Linked DNA regions of Mus musculus: region 1 is linked to region 2. Evidence: chromatin contacts called from public HiChIP or PLAC-seq data. All regions are on one chromosome and are shown on one strand. Each heading gives the region's core, a stretch centred on a gene start, on an enhancer-like site or on the middle of the called end of the contact. The rest is flanking DNA. Distances are from core to core; before and after follow the strand shown. Region 1 overlaps Dglucy (D-glutamate cyclase). Region 2 holds the start of Dglucy (D-glutamate cyclase).

Region 1 (6,129 bases), core at 2,217-4,716, 38 kb after region 2:
ACTCTTGTCCTGTGAAGTGGAGACACCTAAGCCCAGGCCATCTTCCCTAGACTTGGCGCCTCATCCTACTTGGGCACTGACACCCTGCTTTGGTTCACTGTGACTTCCTGTTCCCAAAATCCAACCTTTGGCTCCTGTCCCTCTCTGTCCCACCCTAAGGCTTCACCTAACGGGAAGGCGAAGGAACAAGCGTTTGTCTCGATGATGGGAAATATTTGTTTGTTAATGATTCTCTTCATATTGGGAGCACTTGCATCTGACCTATTAAACAAACAAATGCTAATTATGACTGCCAGCATTTCCCTGATCTTTTGTCTTTGTTATCATCATGACATTTCTAATGAAATGTTTGTACAGTTAGGATGCCTTCTTCCTTACAGCAACATTTATTTTGCAAATTTGCAGTTGTATTTAGGCTACCACCAGCAACTCTCTTGGCAAACACTGAGCACCGCCCACCACAGAAATTAATGAGTAGAGAGACAAGGTCTGAACACCTACTCATTCTGTTCCTCCATTGTCACATGGAGGGACTCTGGGGAACTGATCCAGGGGACAGCTATGGAAACCAGAAGCGGAGTTTTTAACACTGAAAATGCTTAGTTCTTGTAAACAAGTCTTCCAGCCTAGACTACAAGCATCCAGGAAATGGACTTCATCTCTGATTTCTTGTGTGCCCCCTGAGGTCCCAGATACAGTCCTACATAAATGTAAGGGTCCTCTGCGCTTGTTGCTGGCAGAGCATGATAGTGTGGGAAAGAGCATGTCATATCCCAGTGAAGGCTTGCTACACTTTATAGCCCTTGACCCCTGTGAACCACTGCTTTCTCTGTGAAAGATGTGCTACCTTGGGCTTCTCAGCCTCATGGCCTCTCTCTTGCCTCTCTGTCTGCCTCATCTCTGGGGTCCTAGTGAGTGATATTTTCTGTACCCATAGCCCTTGGCAGGAGATACAGAGTGAAGGCTTCCTGTGTGTCGGGTTCCCGCTGTGTGCTGGTACCCCTGTTTTTGCCACTCCCTACCTATGTCCCTTACAGATGCACAGAACGTTGGATCCCTCCATGAGCTTCCCTACCATTGTCCCTTCTGTCCATGGGCTGAAAAGGTCTTTCGCTTTTACCCAAGAAACCCCTTATTCATCTCTTTGGACTCAGCTCCTTTTCTAGCCCTAGTCGGTATAGCCTAGGAATGCTAAGTACATTGTGTTGTAGTTAACTGTTTACTTTTTTCCTCTCCACAGGAGACAGGCTGATGGTAATTATGTGTTTAATGTCTGTCTCTTGGGCTGGTAAATCCCTATGGGCGTGGGCTGTGGCTGTATTATTACCACAGTGTCTCCAGCACATTGCACATAGAGTAACAAATGAAGGAAACACTTCTGCAAGGCTAAATGGAAGCCAGGCCATGAAGTGACCCATGAACTTCACATGTGCTAACTCATTAGGGCTGAGCACAACTACTGAGGTTCATAGTATTAGTAGTCCCATGAGAAAACAAACAGAGAGGTCAATGATTCACGATAGCTAGGTCGAGATACCAACTTGCTCTTGGTTTGCACTTTCACCATGATGTTTCATGGATGGATGGATAGATGGATGGATGGGTGGGTGGGTAGGTGAGTTGATGGATGGATGGATGGATGGATGGATGGATGGATGGATAGATAGATGGATGAGTGGATGGATGGGTGGGTGGATGGATGGATGGATGGATGGATGGATGGATGGGTGAGTGGATGGATGGATGGGTGGGTGGAGAGATGAGTGGGTGGATAGATGAGAGGGTGGATAGATGGATGGATGGGTGGGTGTTTGGACGGATGGGTGGATAAATGAGTGGATGGATAGATGTATTGATGGATGAATGGATAGAGGTATAGGTGGATGGGTAATGTACTGTGCTTGAACACTAGTGCAATTTGTCTACATATAAATTGTAGATAGTTTATGAGAAAGAATTTAGGATTGGATCACAAATATTTCTCCATCCATCTCCACTTCAGAGCACACTCTAGGTCACTATGGTGGTTTACATAAGAATGACCGACCTAGACTCATAGATTTGAATATTTTGTTACTAGGAAATGGCACTATTTGAAAGAAGTAGGAGGTGTAGCTTTGTTGGAGGAAGTGTGTTACTGAAGGTGGGTTTGAGGTTTCAAAAGCCCACTCCAAGCCCAGAGTCTCTCCCCTTCTGCTGCCAGAGGATCTAGCTGTAGAACTCTCCACTACTTCTCCAGCACAGTGCCGGCCTGCGTGCTGCATGCTCCCTGCTATGATGAAAATGGACTAAACCTTTGAAACTGTAAGCCAGCTCCAATAACTGTTTTCTTTTATAAGAGTTGCCATGGTCATGGTGTCTCTTCACAGCAGTAGAGCACTAAGAAAGACACCTCTTTGGTCCCTTCTTCAGTGTTCCCAACACCCCTCAGTTGATACAGAGATGGAGAGGAGGGGGCATGCTCTCTGAGAGAACAGTGGAAGCTCTGGATTTCTGGCAGAGTGTGAAATGTTCAGATGAGTAGGGAAGGCTCTCCTGAGTGACTCTGGCTCCCTGGAGTTGGATGAAGAGGGAGGCTTAAGAGCAGATGGAGGCCAGGACAGACCTAGGGATGTGTGGGAAAACAAATCAACCTCTCCACGAATGGGACTCCCATGTTCAACTCCTCCCCCTCCTCCATCACCTCCATGTCTACCCTTCCAGAGTTGGCCTATATGGATTTGGATATGGGTGGTGCACTTGTACATAGATTCCTTCATATGTTGGAGAAATTGTTTTAGATGAGGCACAAAGAGATACCTCATTTTAGGACTAGTGAGATAAAAAAAATTAAAGACTTAGCTCATTTAAAAAATAGTTAAGTGATCTGACATTTCCTGGTCTGGATGTGGTTTGAATGTGTGCCCAATAGTTGTTAGGTTTTGTTTGTTTGTTTTTAATTTGTATTTTTTAATGGGTTTTGGAGACAGGATTTCTCTGTGTAGCCCTGGCTGTTCTGTAACTCATACTGTAGACCAGGCTGGCCTCACACTCATTATGTAGTCCAGTCTGGCCTTAAATTGACCATACTCCTCCCTCAGCCCACTAAATGCTGAGACTAAAGACATGTGCCACTATACCTGACTACTAAAATTATGTATATATACTTTTTTTCTTAAATAAGCTACTCAGTTTCGGGTATTTGTTATAGCAGGGGGAAAAAAAAAGACAAGACAAATACCACACATATAATCTTCAATATAACCAAACCTGGATGTGTTCAATTAGCTTCTACTTAGTTGTTTCTAAATTATTTATATGACAAACAGCACTGCTAATGCACTCTGGGATTTTATTTGCTCTTTGAAAATATCTTAGGATGAATTCCTAGAACTGAATAAAGCAAAGGGGTGGCTCCATGAAGGTGGAATTTCAGTTATCTACCATAAGAGTGGACCAGATCTGTTTACTCTGGAGTTGGGGTGTGTCAGATTCTGCTGAGAGGGTGGTTGTCTTTGGGGCTCAGTGTAGAGAGAATAGCTTATGTATTGTACATATTGCATTGCCACAGACTCTCTGGGCCCCTTTGTCTTCGTGGAACGGGTCTCTAGTCTCGGGTGGGCAAAGCGTCGGATGAATTGATAGACAGATGCACACAGGAGAGGTTGTGTAGTATCTGAATGTAATGTCAAATCCAGCATCAGACTTTTTATGCAGAAGACAATAAGGAAGTTGGGTGACATACCAGCAAGGTACAAAGAGGTTACTGGATTCTTACATAAAACAGAGGAATGCAAACACAGAAGGTCTAACGGGAACCACCTGGGATAGAATTCATTGTTAACAACTGGGATCAGCAAGGGCTCCACCTAAGATTCACTTAATCTTAGAAGCCAGGGTCAAGGGCTTCATGCGCTTGCCATAGTTCCTATTTTAGTCTATTGTATAGTCCACCTTCTCCTTAGGCCATTGTAAATACGTGTGTATGGGTGTAACTCAGCTATAGTCTTAGAAGCCAGGTGTGAGGTCTTTACTCTCCTAGGGCAAGGGCTTTCACACCCAAGTCTTGGTTCTAGCTAACCATCTCATGAATAATGCAATACTTTAAAACCACAGCCCGATCTACTTCCTAAACCATTGTAAATTCCTGCATATGGGAGCGACTTGGCTTTTATTCTAAGTGATAGTGTAATACCAGAGGCTATTCTGAATGTCACTGTCTAGCTCAAGGACGTTCTAGGACTGTTGGAACACTGGCTTTAGCTATGTCAGAATTCAAGCTTAAAATGCACTTATAATAGGGTAATACTAAAAGAGAGCAAGTGGATCCATACACTAGACTAACTCGGGAATAGAAAATTAATGTATGGGTTAGAGAGAACACCAGACTCCAGGAGTGAGTTTCTGTGAAACTCTTTTGCCTCATGAGTAGCTTTCAAGCCTCAGCCTGTCACGCTGACTTGACTGGAGAGCGTGGCATTGCATCTCCTGTCAATTCAAAAGCCTGTGGCCTAGGACTTAGCCAGGAAATAAAGGTGGCACTCTGGAATAGAGCAGGCATGGGAAGATGTAACAAGACAGTTGTATGGTAAGAGCATACCAACAGGTAACCAGCCACTTAGCAGAATGTAGGTTAAAATAAATGGGTTATCTTAAATTATGATTCTAGCCAGAGAAGAGCCTAGATATATGGCCAAGATATTTGTGAATATATTTTGAGTCTGAGTCTTATTTTTGGGAGTATGGAACAGGGAAGAAGAATCAGGACCTAATTACAACGGTTCAGTCTTAGGATCTTTGATGCTAGAGAATAATATTTGTGGATTTAATAGTTTGTTCTCCAAAAGAGAGAGAGAGGGAGATGCTAAAATATACTGATGTACTATGGATGGGATGGATAATGGATGGATGATGGATGGATGAGTAGATGAATGATGGATGGATGGATGATGGATGGATGGATGATGAGTGGGTGATGGATGGATGGATGGATGGATGGATGATGGATGGATGGATGATGGATGGATGATGGATGGATGGATGATGGATGGATGGATGGATGATGGATGGATGATGGATGATGGATGGATGGATGAGTGGGTGGATGGATGGGTGATGGATGGATGGATGATGGATGGATGGATGAGTAGATGAATGATGGATGGATGGATGATGGATGGATGATGGATGGATGATGGATGGATGGATGATGGATGGATGGATGATGGATGGATGGATGGATGATGGATGGATGGATGGATGGATGATGGATGGATGATGGATGGATGGATGATGGATGGATGGATGGATGGATGGATGATGGATGGATGATGGATGGATGGATGATGGATGGATGGATGGATGGATGGATGGATGATGGATGGATGAATGGATGATGGATGGATGGATGGATGGATGATGGATGGATGGATGGATGGATGAGTGGGTGGATGATGGATGGATGGATGGATGGATGATGGATGGATGGATGGATGATGGATGGATGGATGGATGGATGATGGATGGATGATGGATGGATGGATGATGGATGGATGATGGATGGATGATGGATGGATGGGTAGATGATGGATGGATGATGGTTGGATGGATGGGTGAATGATGGGTGGATGAATGTATGATTACATAGATGTATAAATACATAGATGTGGATAGGTAGTTAGCAGTCACTCATAGACTTAAATCGGGTTTGGATTTGTTCTCTACCCATGAATTATGGACTTTATGTAACTTCTTGGACCTCCCTTGGCCTCTGTTTCCTTGTCCACAAAGAGCTTAAGTGTGCCTTTCTTTAGGGGCTATTATAAATAGCCAATAGATGGTGCCTGACGCATAGTGGGTGCCCAGAGACGGTGGCAACTGCTATCATTTGTTATGAGCAGACCGTCTCTAGCTGTTTAACCTCTGTTCAGGGAATATCCCCTAAAATTGGAAGCTAGATGCCAGATGGGAGGCTACCTTTTTTTTCCTTCTTACTGAACACACACATGACAAACCTGCCATGTGCAGGACAGGTTTCTATCTACCCATATTTATCTCAGGGTTGGGAAATCAACTGAGGGTCCACTTTTATTTATTTATTTTGGTAGGATGGTTGTTGTTGGCTTTTTGTTTTTCAAGACAGGGCATCTC
Region 2 (5,987 bases), core at 512-3,011:
ACATGCCTCAGGCCTTGGACATTTGCCGTCTGCAAACCATCACCTCCTGAGGGGTACAGGTTAGGCGTGTCCTTAAAATTTAGATATCTAATAAGCTATTGTATGATGGCAGCTTGATTGCCTGAGTTACATCCACAGTGTTTCATAACCATTGTCACTGTGTCCAGCTCCAGAACCTTTTCATTATCCTATACTGAAGTCTGGACCCATTAAACGGTAACTCCTCCACACCTTCCTATCTACTGGTTTACTTTTTGTCCCAGTGATGACCTTGGCTGATTTAGGTACCTTATTACAGGTAGAATTATGGACTCCTCTGTGGTGGTTTGAGTATGCTTGGTCTAGGGAGTGGCACTATTTGGAGGTGTGGCCTCGTTGGAGGGGTTGTGACCTTATTAGAGGAAGTGTGTCATTGTAGGCCTGGGCTTTAACACCCTCATCCTAGCTGCTTGGAAGCCAGTCTTCTCCTAGAAGCCTTCGGACGAAGATGTAGAACTCTCAGCTCCTCCTGTACCATGCCTGCCTGGATGGTTCTATACTCCTGCCTTAATGATAATGACTGAACCTGTAAGCCAGCCTCAATTAAATGTTGTCCTTTATTAGAGCTGCCTTGGTCATGGTATCTGTTCACAGTAAAACCCTAACTAAGACATTCTCCTTATTTCACTCAGCACAATGTCTTTGTCTCCATTTATTCAGGTTGCTATGACAAAATACCACAAGCTGGATGGCTTGTAGAGAGCAGAAATTTATTTCTCACAAGTCAAGACTGGGAAGGCTAAGTAAGATCAAGGTGCCAGTGGATTCAAGTATCCTGTGGAAGTCTGGGTTTTTGGTTTTGGTGGTGGTCGTGGGGTGCAGATGGTGTCTTCTCTCTGTCTTATAACAAAGGGCAAGGCACACCCATCCCAATTCCTCCAGGAGGGGGAGAAGTTAACCAACTGGAGAAAAAGAATTAGAAAAGTGACCCAAGAAGAGACATGCCAAGGCTGGCACCAAAAGGACCTGCACTGTGCTTACGTGTGTGGTTTGTGCTGGGGTTGGGGTATGAGGCTCGGGAGCGGTAGGGAAGGTGAAACCACAGAGACTGGCTGGCACCATCTGCTTTAGAACCTTGTGTGGTTGGGATTAAGGCTGGCTCTGAAGGGAAGTCCTGAAAGCTTTGAGGCAAGAGAAAGCAGAACCTGCTCTTCCTCAGAGGAAGCATTCAGACCAAGGGAGGAAAAACCCCCACAGGCCTGCCCGTGTCTTTCAAGCATAGTCTGAGTGCTAGAGACTGGCCTAGTGTTGCGTTCCTATTATCTCAGATGAGTCCAGGGAACATTGAATGCTGGAGAGCAACTTACCCTGCCTAACCCAGCACAGCCCCAGGGCTAGCAGCCATTGATCTGCAAGAGCCTGACTCTCGCTCGGGTCAACACCTGCATTTTCGCCTGTACCTCAAATGACCCAGTGCAGTCTGACATTTGGACAGCACAGACAGCAATCCCAGTCTGGCTTCACACGGGAATTACCAGGGTAGTTGTGAAACTCCTCAGGGCTTACGTGAGTTCCTAGGTCTGTGACATTAGAATTTTTGGGACTTCCACCCTGCTGCAGCAGGTTTTCCAATCATCATGGCCATGCCTTTGTGTCATGCTTCCTTGCTGCCCGGGGAAAGCAAGAAACTCCCGCAAAGGGAAGTAACCTTAGAGGGCTCTGTGACTTTAAGAACCAGGACTGGCATCCTGCCATGGAAGTCTCCACCCCAGTACAGGCCTTGAGAGCATTGGCTGCAGGGTAGCAGAGCTGTAGCAGCCAGTGGTGCCTGGGGCTGTGCCCAGGCATGTAGATCAGAGACTGAGCCGGGCAGAGCAAGCTGGTGGCAGTGGCGGTGGCGACAGGCAGCCCCAGAAGCCCCTGTGAGCTGAAGAAAGAGAGCTTTATGCCTTTCAGAAGGAAGCTCGCTCTGCAAGGCTGAGGAAACAAAAGGAAGAATTGTGTGTGGACTCTAGTCCAGACATCTCAAACCAACAGTAAGTCAGCAGGGAACGTGAACGCGGCATAGTTCTCTGCCCTAGGCAACATCCACACACCCCACCCTACCCTATCCCAGCCCAAGCGTTTGAGGAAACTGCTCCAGGGGGCTATAAGCCAAAATCAGTTAACAGGCTTTCTGCTAGAAGCCACCAGGGCCTCCCCTTGAAAGTCAAATCTCTGCATATGACACTGGGGACCATGAGTTGTGGAATTGCTTCTCTACCCTCCTGGGATGGCCTTTCAGGACACCTTCCAGACCTTGAGAACCCCAAGATCATGAGAAAGCAAAGAAGGGGAAATTGAAATCATAGGCTTTGAGTGGCTGCCAACTTTGGGCCACAACCTGCTAGGGAGGAGGAAATGAAGCTAGTGGCAGAGACTTCAGGGCTGGCATGAGGGGAGGACAGACCAAGCCAATGCAGGCCTAGGGGTGTTGGCCAGATAACCACAGGGCTCGAGGTGCCTCTCTCTGCTTTTGAGGGATGATTGCTGAAGGTGAGGCAAACTCACATTGAGAGCTTGCTTCAGTCCCCACTGCGGGAGCCAAGGCTCTCTTGTCATAGGTGGCTGGGGGAACAAACCCTCTGACCTGTGCAGAAGGCAGAGCCCTGTGACTCTGGGAAGTCTCTTCCTATCTGTGTGATTAACCTAGGGGTTCGTTAACAGCCATCTTCCTGACTTCATGAACATGTATGTGTGCTAGGGAGGGCAGGAGGCAGCATGTTGGCACTGATTGGTCCAGAAGGAGCGAGCGTTGTTCCTTCAAAGTAGCTAAACACTGTCAAAGGAGGGGGAAATAAAGCCAGGAGCAAGAAGCAGAAGGAAAGCAGCATCCACTAAACAGATGGGGGAAACTGAGGCAGAAAGACAAGGCAGGATAGAACCAGCTGAAAGCTAGACTGGGCTTGCACACATTCCGATAAAGAATTTTTGTGTTAGCTTCCCATTCATATAACAAGACCCTTGACATGAGCAGCAACGTTAAGGAGGAAAAGTTTATTTGGGCTTATGATGTCAAAGGTTCCATCCATCCAGTCCATAGCCCTTTGACCTGGCCGTTTCCAGGATCTTTCAACATGGCTGAAGCAGGTGGGAGAGGGAAGCAGCTCAACTCGTAGCAGCCAGGAAAGCCAAGCGAGGACGGGTCTCAGCGAGAACGGGGCCAAGCGAGGACGGGTCTGAAATACAACAGCCCATCCCTAGCCCACCCCCAAGTACCAACTTCCTCCAAAGAGGCCTAACTTTCAGGGGTTTCCACCACCTCCCAAAGCCCACTGCTGAGGTCCAAGCGCACAGGATGTAATTCCCTCCCACAGGTCCTGCCCCTAAACACTGCCTACAGGGAACCAAGCCTCCAATAGCAGTTCATATAAGAACAACCTTAAAAACTCAGCTGTTCCTTTTGTCATGGGGACTGAATCCCAGGAGCTCAACTGGTGGTCCTTGACCTGGCGTGATGTATATGTGTGGGTAAATAAGAAACCCTGGGGAAGTTCGTGGGCATATCTGAAAGATCTGTCACATAGGACTCCTGTGTCAACACGCAGCTAAAGTCCCCTGCTCACTTGAATTGGGAACCTTTGAATTCCTTGTGCCACCCTTGTTTCTAGACTTGGTGAATTCCCATGGCTATGGCAGATTGCTGCTCCTCCTGGTCTTTCTAATAAGGATTCTTTTCAATCGAGAACCTCTGTGGTTTCGCATTTTGCCCAGCTGCTAGGGCGTGGGAACACCACTTGGGCAGGTGAAACATGGAGACTGAAGACTGCATTTACCCTACACCTACTGTTGGGTGCTAGATTTGAGGGACGCGCCGATACATCGCTCAGGGGGTGGGAAAACACAACCTAAGATGTGGAGTCCAAAGCTGGAGTTCCCTGACTCCTGGGTGTCCAGTCGCCACTGGAAACCACGCAGAGGAGCCTGGAACAGAAGGTGTGGCGGGGGCTCCACAGGGCCAGGGGCTCCTAAACTTCTGGACATCTAGACACTGCTGGGTCAAGGGGAAGTGGGAACAGAATTGTGCCCTTGGGCTGAGGAGTCCTGGGCCGGGGAAAGGGGAACGCCAGCTTAGTTCGGTGGTGGTGCTTAGCGGTGAGCAGAGGGGCCTTCTGTGGGACACTTAAGCCATGAGGCTCTGTAGACAAAGGTTTTCTCCGTGCTCCCCACAGCTGTTCTTGAAGAAAGAGACAGTCCTTGGTTCCAAACTGTGTATTGGTTGTTCATTGTGGAAAATGGGTGCATTCCACCTCCTGGAGGTTAATCAGAGATATCCAGGAAGAAAAACTTATTGACTAAGGAGGGAGGATGGTCACGTGACAGGGGCGGGGTAGGAAGCAAGTAAAGCTCCTATCTACCCCTCTGGGTTCCAGGGCTTCCAACCCACTTAACCTTACCAAGTTTCCTGGCACGGCCCACGGTCCCACAAACCTCTGTGCACATGTGTGCGTATGTATGTGTGTATGGATGTGGTGTGCACCGCAAGCCCACACCAGGTACAGAGGACTGAACGCATCCAGTCTATTTCAATTCAATCTCCCTTCTTCAGTAAAGGATGACAGATGTAGAAATCCAAACGTACCCCTCTCCCTGACAGATTTTTACAGGCTTTCTAGGATATCTGCCAAATTGCTAGATGGTATTTGCAATTTAAAAAAAAAAATAGAGTGCATTTTGTTATTTGGGTTTTAAGGATTTTCCAGCCTGCCTTAAGGCAGTTCATCACTTGTACCTCACTTTATAGCTTTTAAAGCGTTCTTCAACATTCGGAAATCTCTCTCATCCTTCCAGAAGGCCGGTGGCTCGGTTCCTCTCAGAGGCTCTCTTGAAGGAAACTGACTTGTGGAGACACTAAATGACTTGCAGCTTTGAGGTTACCATTCGGGCACAGGTCTCTGAAAAATCCAACCATGTTTTCTTACTTTTTTTTTTTTTTAATTTAAATCATTGTATGTGTGCATGCATGTGCCACAATGCCCTGCGGAAGGCAGAGGACACATTTGTGGAGTTGGTTTCTCCTTCCACCTTTGTGTACATTCTGGGATTGAACCAAGTTGCCAGGCTTGCTTGGCAACTGCCTTTACCTGCAGAACAGCCTTGCTGGCTCTGAACCGTGTTTTCCTGACCACGTGGAACTGTACAAGAGGTCTCTAAAACACAGTGAACGAGGATAGCATCTCCTTCCAGAATACGTGGGTTAGACTGCGGGTTTGGTCATCCAAAAATGGCGTGCCATCAGTTAGAGTACGGTATCTCCTTTTATGCAAAATGGAACCAAAGCTCTCATCTGGGAGGCAGGTGTGGGTTACAGGAGACGGTTCGTGTAAAGTGTTGAGAGCAACTCCTGGCATGTGGTAAGTTTTCAGTAAATACGAATCTGCTCTCATTTTATCAGTACTTTGGAGGAAGACAGTATTAGCCAGACACTGGATAAGCTGTAACTGATGGTTCTTAAAATGGGTTTCCTCAGAGGGGCTAGAACATGGTTTGCTTTCACCTAATGGCTAAGGGGCAGAAGGTCGGTGCAGGGAAGGGTAGCTACTCTGGCCCACTGGACCATCCTGAGCGCGTGCTTCCTCCACCTTCTGGCTCCCTGTTCTCAAAGTTCCCTCACATTCCCCCCCCCTTCTGTTCCTGCCTGTAGGAAGACAGGGAGGGGAGGGAGGTGACAGCCTCCTGAGTGATATAATTCATCAGGTGGACTGTCCTTTCACTCATATCCCATTGACCAGTACCTGGGCACGCATCACCACACGAGAATCTGGGAAATGTAGACTCCAGCTGTGCCAATTAAAGATGTCTGAATAAATCGTAGCTTAGGGGTTTTCCTTCTAAAAGAAAGGGGAGAGTGGAAGTTGAGAACAGTCGGTGGTCTCTGCTCCATGTCCCCATAGATGTATCCCTTGGACTTGAGTCTCACCCAGGCTCTGCTTCTTGCCTGCTGGAGGGCTGCTTCACCCTCAAGTTCT

Evidence for each region. HiChIP or PLAC-seq counts read pairs in DNA pulled down with a chosen protein or histone mark.
Region 1: a contact with region 2 is called in an H3K27ac HiChIP or PLAC-seq map of embryonic stem cells, with 11 read pairs. The contact joins the enhancer-like site here to the promoter of Dglucy in region 2. A contact is called at or near these places in 1 of 39 promoter capture datasets (macrophages), 1 of 15 datasets of contacts at CTCF or cohesin (the NIH/3T3 cell line), 2 of 484 Hi-C or Micro-C datasets (myocytes and nephron progenitors), 7 of 115 datasets of contacts at active chromatin or transcription factors (the 230-238 cell line, the HPC-7 cell line, the SCID.adh cell line and 4 more) and 4 of 9 other capture datasets (adipose tissue, embryonic stem cells, liver and 1 more).

What each region holds. Positions count from the first base shown.
Region 1 is chr12:100,813,620-100,819,748 of GRCm38.p6, forward strand. All of the region lies in intron 1 of Dglucy (D-glutamate cyclase), which reads left to right. Among named protein-coding and RNA genes, the nearest start is that of Dglucy, 38 kb to the left of the region's middle. Within about 2 kb of position 3,467, at least 5 of the 459 cell types and tissues checked have an H3K27ac peak or open chromatin away from gene starts, as enhancers often do. A contact at or near this core is called in embryonic stem cells, where this site is marked.
Region 2 is chr12:100,777,296-100,783,282 of GRCm38.p6, forward strand. It overlaps Dglucy (D-glutamate cyclase), which reads left to right and starts at 1,762. Exons shown (of 13, transcript NM_145448.5): 1 at 1,762-2,015. Gm40558 (a long non-coding RNA gene) reads left to right here. Exons shown (of 3, transcript XR_872933.1): 3 at 419-450.